Linked DNA regions of Pan troglodytes: region 1 is linked to region 2. Evidence: chromatin contacts called from public HiChIP or PLAC-seq data. All regions are on one chromosome and are shown on one strand. The core of a region is the stretch at or near the end of the contact, and the rest is flanking DNA. Distances in the headings are between cores, read along the strand shown. Region 1 holds the start of CFAP298 (cilia and flagella associated protein 298). Region 2 holds the start of URB1 (URB1 ribosome biogenesis homolog).

Region 1 (3,656 bases), core at 423-2,922, 220 kb after region 2:
GGAAGTATCATCCCGTCAAGTTCAAAAACTATGCTGTCTAATGCGGCAGCTACTCGCTCCACTTGGCGATTTAAATTTATTTAAATTAAAATGAGCCAGACGCGATGGATCACACTTGTAATCCTAGCACTTTGGGAGGCGGAGGCAGGCGGATCACCTGAGGTCAGGCGTTCGAGACCAGCCTGGCCAACATGATGAAACCCCGTGTCCACTAAAGATACAAATATTAGCTGGGCGTGGTGGTGGGTGCCTGTAATCCCAGATACTTGGGAGGCTGAGGCAGGAGAATAGCTTGAACCCGGGAGGCGAAGGTTGCAGTGAGCAGAGATCGCGCCACTGCACTCCAGCTTGGGCAACAGTAAGACCCTGTCTCTCACACACACACATACCATATATATATATATATAATTTATTTATATTTATATATAATATTTATTTATATTTATATATAATATTTATTTATATTTATATATTTAATTAATTAAAATGCAAATGTAAAATTCGGTTGCCTGGCCGCACTAGCCACATTCCAAATGCTCTACGGCCACAAGTGGCCGGCGGCTGCCCAATGGACAGCACAGATGGGGGCCCTTCCACCGCCGGAAAGTTCTGCGGCAAAGCGGGTGCCCTGGAACCTGCGCGGGGTAGGGAGACGGCGCCGCAACGCAAGAGGCCGTTTCCAGGGCGGGGAAAGATCACCAAGGCTTCCTCAACTGTAAGGGGCCGTCCCAAAGCCAGGTGGCTCGCTGCTTTACATCGGGCGACTAAAAATAGTAAATTCAGCTTTTAAAAGCCCACCTAGTTCTCATCTCACCCCTCACACGTGATTAATTGCACTAAGTCTGCTGTTCAGCCCGGCCTTTCGGCTCCCTCCTCCCTCCCCAGCCCATTTCCACTTATTCGCAGCACCCCAAATCCTGGCTCCGAGAGGCACCTGGGCCCACCTCCCAGCCCGGGGTGTCAGACAGGCCGGATCTTCTCCGGTTCCTTATTCATCTCCGGTTAACCCTAGTGTCCCGTTTCAACCCCGGCTGCTGCAAATCTCTTCAATAATCTTCACAAACCTGACCCCTCGGCCCACCCTGCCCCTCTTTCTCCATCCCACGCCGGTCTCTCGATCTGTCCTGGATGGGCCCACCCGCGAGCCGCACCTGAGCAGAGGCGCTGCACCTTGAGCCGCCCATTATAGACCCGGGCCACCTGCACCGTGAGCTCCTCCAGCTCGGTGCTCCCAGGCGCCTGCAGCAGGAACTGGCTCTCGTCGCCCCGCTTCACGTGCAGCAGAACCATGGCGGTCCCGCCGAGGTACTGAGGCGGTGAGAAGGCCCGGGCTGCGTGGCCCGCGGGTCCTGCCGGCCGAGGGTCGCCTGATCGCCAGCAGCGGCGACGCACTAACAGTCGCTCAGAGTCCGGAATCCCACGCTCCCTAGACCGCGGTGAGCGGGGGAAACTGCACTCGCTCCCGGAAGTGGATGTTGCCAAGAGCAACAGTGAAGCAGAGTTAAAAAGAGCCGCCAGCTCAAGCTCAGAACCCGAGTGGGGGAGGCTGGGGTGCACCGAGGCCCAGCAATCCACGCCCGTACGGAGCTGCGGCCGGGGAAACCACCCACACAGTCTGAGAGGACAGCTGATTCTGAGCGGACCCGCGGAAGGAGATTCGCAGAGCCCCTTCCCGGAAGTGACTGTTGTCGGGGCAACTGCCAAAACACAGACCAAGTCGCTGAAGGGGAGGGCGGACCTCCCAATCGACTGGTCTGGGGCCCGAGATTTCCACTCAGGGAGATACGTGGGCTGAGATGGGAGTTACTAGATGAGGAACGGGAAGTACGGCAGGAACCACAATCGCCGAGTTCCGCAGCAGCCGCCCCACAACCGCTCCACATTCCAGCGTCCCTTCCGCCGCTTTCAGTCTCCACTTCCGGCAACGTTTCCACGCTGTTTCCGGCCTGGGAAAGTTTGGCGGCAGCGACCTAGAACTGAGTCTTGCTGTTCGCTGCTGTTTGCGCGGGTCAGCTTTTCAGGACGGAGGGGCCAGGGCGAGTGTCCGCACTTCTTCGTTCAGGTTGATTTGGATGGCGTTGCTAGGGTAGCTCCAGCGGCTCCTGCCAGAGCGACCCTCCCGGAAATATCCAGCCATCCTCCAGCGGACTCTTGCTGAAGGCAGTCGGCGTCAGTCGCTGTTTATTCCGGGCCCCACAGATCCAGAGTCACTGCACTCATGGAGCTTATATTTTAGTGTGACAAAAAGAAAACAAAAATAAATGGACAGGCCGGGAGCGGTGGCTCACGCGTGTAATCCCAACACTTAGGGAGGCCGAGGAGGGCGGATCACCTGAGGTCAGGAGTTCGAAAGCAGCCTGGCCAACATGGTGAAACCCCTTCTCTACTAAAAATACAAAAATTAGCCGAACGTAGTGGCGCGTGCCAGTAATTCCAGCTACTAGGGAGCCTGAGGTGGGAGAATTGCCTGAACCCGGGAGGCGGAGGTTGCAGTGAGCCTAGATCGCGCCATTACCCTCCAGCCTTGGCGACAGAGTGAGACTGTGTCTCAAAAATAATAAATAAACAAACGGACAATACAAATTCAAATACAGATCTAAAGAAAACTAAACAGGTTGTTGGACTTCTTATGTTTGATGGTCAGGGAATGTACACCTTCTGCGATATTGGGAGTAATATTATCGTCTCCCGCCCTGAATATTTAGAAAAATATCACAGTGGGGTGTACACCCCTGCGATATTGAGAGTAATGTCATCCTCTCCACCCAGGAAATTACTAACAAGGTCACGGGGGGGTGTACTCCCCCTGTGATATTGGGAGTAATGTTTTCCTCCCCAAACCTGGATGTTAGCAACAAGATAACAGAGGGGGTGTACACACCCTGCGATATTGGAAGTAATATGATCCTCTCCCCCCCGGATACTGGGAAAAATATCACAGCGCGGGTATACATTTCCTTCGCTGTTGGGAGTAATATCATTCTTTTCCTCTCTGGATATCAGGAACAATATCACAGGGGTGGTGTACGTTTCCTTCGATATGGGGAGTAATATCATCCTCTCCCCGTTGGGATACTAGGAACAATATCCCAGGGGGGTGTCCACCCTCTGCGATATTGGGAGTAATATCATCCTCTGTTTCCCCGGATATTAGACACAATATCACAAAAAGATGTACACCCCCTGCGATATTGGGAGTAAGATCATACTCTCCTTCCCTGGATATTAGAAAACAATATCATCAGGGGTGAACACCCCCTGCGATAATGGAAGTAATATTTTCTCTTTTTTTCTTTTCTTTTTTTTTTTTTTTTTTAACAGAGTTTCACTCTTGCTGCCCAGGCTGGAGTGTAATGGCATGATCTCGGCTCACTGCAGCCTCTGCCTCCCGTATTCAAGCGATTCTCCTGTTTCAGCCTTCCAAGTAGCTGGGATTACAGGCATGCGCTACCACGCCCGGCAAATTTTTTTTTTTTTTTTTTTTTGTATTTTTAGTAGAGACAGTGTTTCTCCATATTGGTCAGGCTGGTCTTGAACTCCCGACCTCAGGTGATCCGCCTGATTCAGCCTCCCAAAGTGCTGAGATTACAGGCGTGAGCGATCGCGCCCAGCCACCACTTAGCATTTTCATTTTACATTTGTTGAAGTTACAGATT
Region 2 (3,383 bases), core at 374-2,873:
AAAGCCACTTCCTCAGGGGAGCCTTCTTTGAGCTCCCAGATTAGATCCAAGGCCTGTTAAACACCCTCAGGCACCATGTACCTCTCCTTTGGAAAACTCGTGCTTGAAACTGTATGTATGTGATTTTACTGACCAATATCTGCCTGCCCCACTCGACTGTTTGTAAGCCCCACAATGGCAGAGGCTTTTTGAAATTTTTATTCATCACTTTATCTCTACCGTAGCAAATAATAACCTCTAGTAATACTTAATGAATTCGGAAATAAATAACTCTATGCTAACTAAGTATCATCTTCCTAGCTGTGACTAGCAAGTACAGGTATCAAAGTTTAAAAACAGGCCAGGTGTGGTGGCTCATACCTATACTCCCAGCCCTTTGAGAAGACAAGGTGGGAGGATTGCTTGAGACTGGGAGTTCGAGGGCAGCCTGGACAACATAGTGAGATTCCATCTCTACAAAAAGTAAAAAAAAAAAAAAAAACATAGCTGGGCATGGTGTTGTGCACCTACAATCTCAGCTACTTGGGAGGCTGAGGTGGGAGGACAGCTTAAGCCCAGAAGTTCAAGGCTGCAGTGAGCTATGATCGTGCCACTGCACTTCAGCCTGGGCAACAGACCAAGACCCTGTCTGTTTAAAAAAAAAAAAATGAGGACAAAAATTGGAAGTCGAAGATATTTTGGCCATTAATTTAATCGTTTATTTAACCTGGGAGAAAAACTGCCACTGTTTTATTTTGGAGCAATGCTTCCACATGGCAACACGTTCAATTGCGTTTTTCCCAAACCATGTTACTTTCCAAACGATTACAAGTAGTCGCGAAGGGTGGTCACACTTTACAAAAAGTGTAATTAAATTATAGAGTCGGCTACATCTCAGTCACTGGCCCATTCCTGGTCAACTGACAAGTAGCTGTGGTGGCTTCTAGTAGCTTGTTACAAGTTATCAAGTCAGTATGAGTGTTGGGGGATGGAAGCTATTGAAAACGGTGCTGACGGCCCAAGGAGTAGCAAACTGTCTCATGAACCGTCCTGAGCCGACTCAGTAAGGACTCAATAGAGAAGGACACTTCATTTACTTCCCTGACAACTGCAATAAAGAGGTTTTAGAGCTCGCTGAGGGATGCTGCCTGGGCAAGGGAAATAAATGTGTTGTAACATGAAACGGTCCCAATCAAGTCGGGGACCTCTCGCTGTCGCCGACAGTCCAGAGCAAGGAAGTACACAGCAGTCCTGAACCTCAGTTTTCTGCAAACCAGAGGCTTGCCACTGAGCCTGTGTGACCCGAAAGCTGCAGAAAGGAGAGGCTGTGCCCGGCACACGGAGGCCGCCTCGCCAGCCTATGCTCCCGACCCTGCGCCTGCCGCCCCGGACTCACCTGGCCCGGGGCCCTGCGGGTCCTTCAGCTGAGCCTTGAACCGCACGCCCGTGAGCTCTTCTTTGCGGGCGCGCTTGGCTGCACCCGCGGAGGAAGCCGCGCCGTCCTGGCCGCCCGAGGCCTTCCTCTTGGGGACCCCCATGGCCGAGAGGGCGGAAGCGCGACGGAAACGACACACCTGAGGGGACCCGGCAGGAGCACTGGCACAGACAGCAGACACGCGCTTCAGGCCCACATGGGGCAGGAAGGGGCGGCGCTGGCGGAAGAGGCGGGGCTCGGGGAAAGGCCGGCGGAAGGGGCAGACCCGCGCGAGGCTGGGACCGGCGGAAGGGGCGTGGCCTGCAGAAGGGGCGGGGCGGTAGGGATCCAGAGTCTTGGGGCTCCATGTGAATTTGCTGTACCCGTTGTCCCGGTCACGGCATGGGGCGAGGGGACACTCCACGACACCCCCCGTCCCCGGCTGCAGGGTTTGGGGTCCACCGGGGCGCACTTCTGATCCCGGTGGCTCTTCGGGTGCTCTGGGCCGGAAGAACTCCCAGACCTTTCACTCCTGGCCTGGCCGATCCACGAAGACTCGGGCCCCGGCGCGTCCAAGCAGCACAATGAGTAGTTCCTGACCCGAGGTCGCCCTGAAGGTGTCGCATGAAGAGCTTGCTTCACACACAACAGGATTCGATACTTTGCCAATTCAAGGCCCTGGTGGCTGGCCGGGAAGGTGGATTCGCCTTGGCTAGGTGCCAGGCAGGTCCGCCTGTGCGGGTGCCCCTGACTTCGACCCCTAGCTTATGTCACAGTCCGAACCAGATCGACTGGTCTGGTAGCATGTCACTCCAGACTGTCCTCCACCCCAGACTTCCGCAAACTGATGGGCTCTTTGCGCCGTACAGGGTGGGAGGAGAAGACCAAACGAAGTAACGTCTGTAAAACCCCTTCCTGGACAGCGTAAGGCCTCCACATCTAAGTTCCTGTCATTAAAATGGAGACAGCAAAGCCAACCCTATCCAGTCCTTGGGACTGTTATGAACAGAAAATGATGCAATGTATGAAAAACTGCTTTGAGGAGAAAAACAACACAGTGTGTTTTTGGAAGATGTGATTGATTTGTGAACCGCATTAAATGCTCTGAAATAAAATGAAAGTAAAAGTAAAAACAGGCTGGTACATATTTTAATACGACTTCATCGATACTTAGGTATGTGTCCAAATAAATCATGAACCAGCGCATTAGATAAGTAACTTGGTGATTACTGAAATTCTCCATCAGGTTGTCCTCTAGTCTAAGAAAATAGTGTTTCATATTCTGTAAGCAGATGTGTTTTGAACATCTGAGGATGTGGGCTTTTGTGGCCTGTTGGGGTCTCAGAGTTTCTAGTAGAAAAAGCACGTGTGTTGACGCTGAGCCTCTGTCCCGACAAGATGATTGTGCCTGTGGAGATGTCTATGTTGTAGGCAGGTCAGAGAGAGGGTGTCACCCCCAGCAGATATGAGCTAATGCAGCAGTGTTAAGAGAGGGGAATATGCTCAAAAAGTCATCTGTAAAAGGCAACACTCATTAGTGAATACAGAATCCACACGGGTCCTCTTCTCTGGTTAATTGCTAACCACCAACTTTGTTTTCTGCTATGGTGGTCCCAACCAAAAAGTTATCAGAAAGAGTTAGGGAACAGTCAAAAGCCCTGAGTTCAGTTTCTGCCTGTGTGACCTTGGGCAAATTACCATCCCTCTGCGCTGGTTTGCTTTACAAACAATTAAAGAGCATGAGGAACTTCCCAGGATTATCCAGCTAGTAACTGGTGGAGCCAGGACTCACCCAGTGTATCCTAGTCCCAAATTAAAAACAAAGAAACAGAAGTTGGCAGTGCCCATTTTACAGCCTTAGCCAGAGATGTATGGATGGCAAGTGTGGCTCAGAAGTGCATTTGGGTGTTTTAGACTAAGTTAATGCCATGAATCATTGATGCCGGGTTAACCCTTTGTTCAGATATGAGGCTCACCAACCTCTGGATAG

The links. HiChIP or PLAC-seq counts read pairs in DNA pulled down with a chosen protein or histone mark.
Region 1: a contact with region 2 is called in an H3K4me3 HiChIP or PLAC-seq map of stem cell-derived excitatory neurons, with 8 times the contacts expected there. The contact joins the promoter of CFAP298 here to the promoter of URB1 in region 2. A contact is called at or near these places in 1 of 7 Hi-C or Micro-C datasets (induced pluripotent stem cells) and 1 of 1 datasets of contacts at active chromatin or transcription factors (stem cell-derived excitatory neurons).

What each region holds. Positions count from the first base shown.
Region 1 is chr22:33,321,396-33,325,051 of NHGRI_mPanTro3-v2.0_pri, forward strand. CFAP298 (cilia and flagella associated protein 298) reads right to left here and starts at 1,673. Exons shown (of 7, transcript NM_001350328.1): 1 at 1,152-1,673. The coding sequence starts at 1,290.
Region 2 is chr22:33,100,076-33,103,458 of NHGRI_mPanTro3-v2.0_pri, forward strand. It overlaps URB1 (URB1 ribosome biogenesis homolog), which reads right to left and starts at 1,624. Exons shown (of 40, transcript XR_010154419.1): 1 at 1,376-1,624.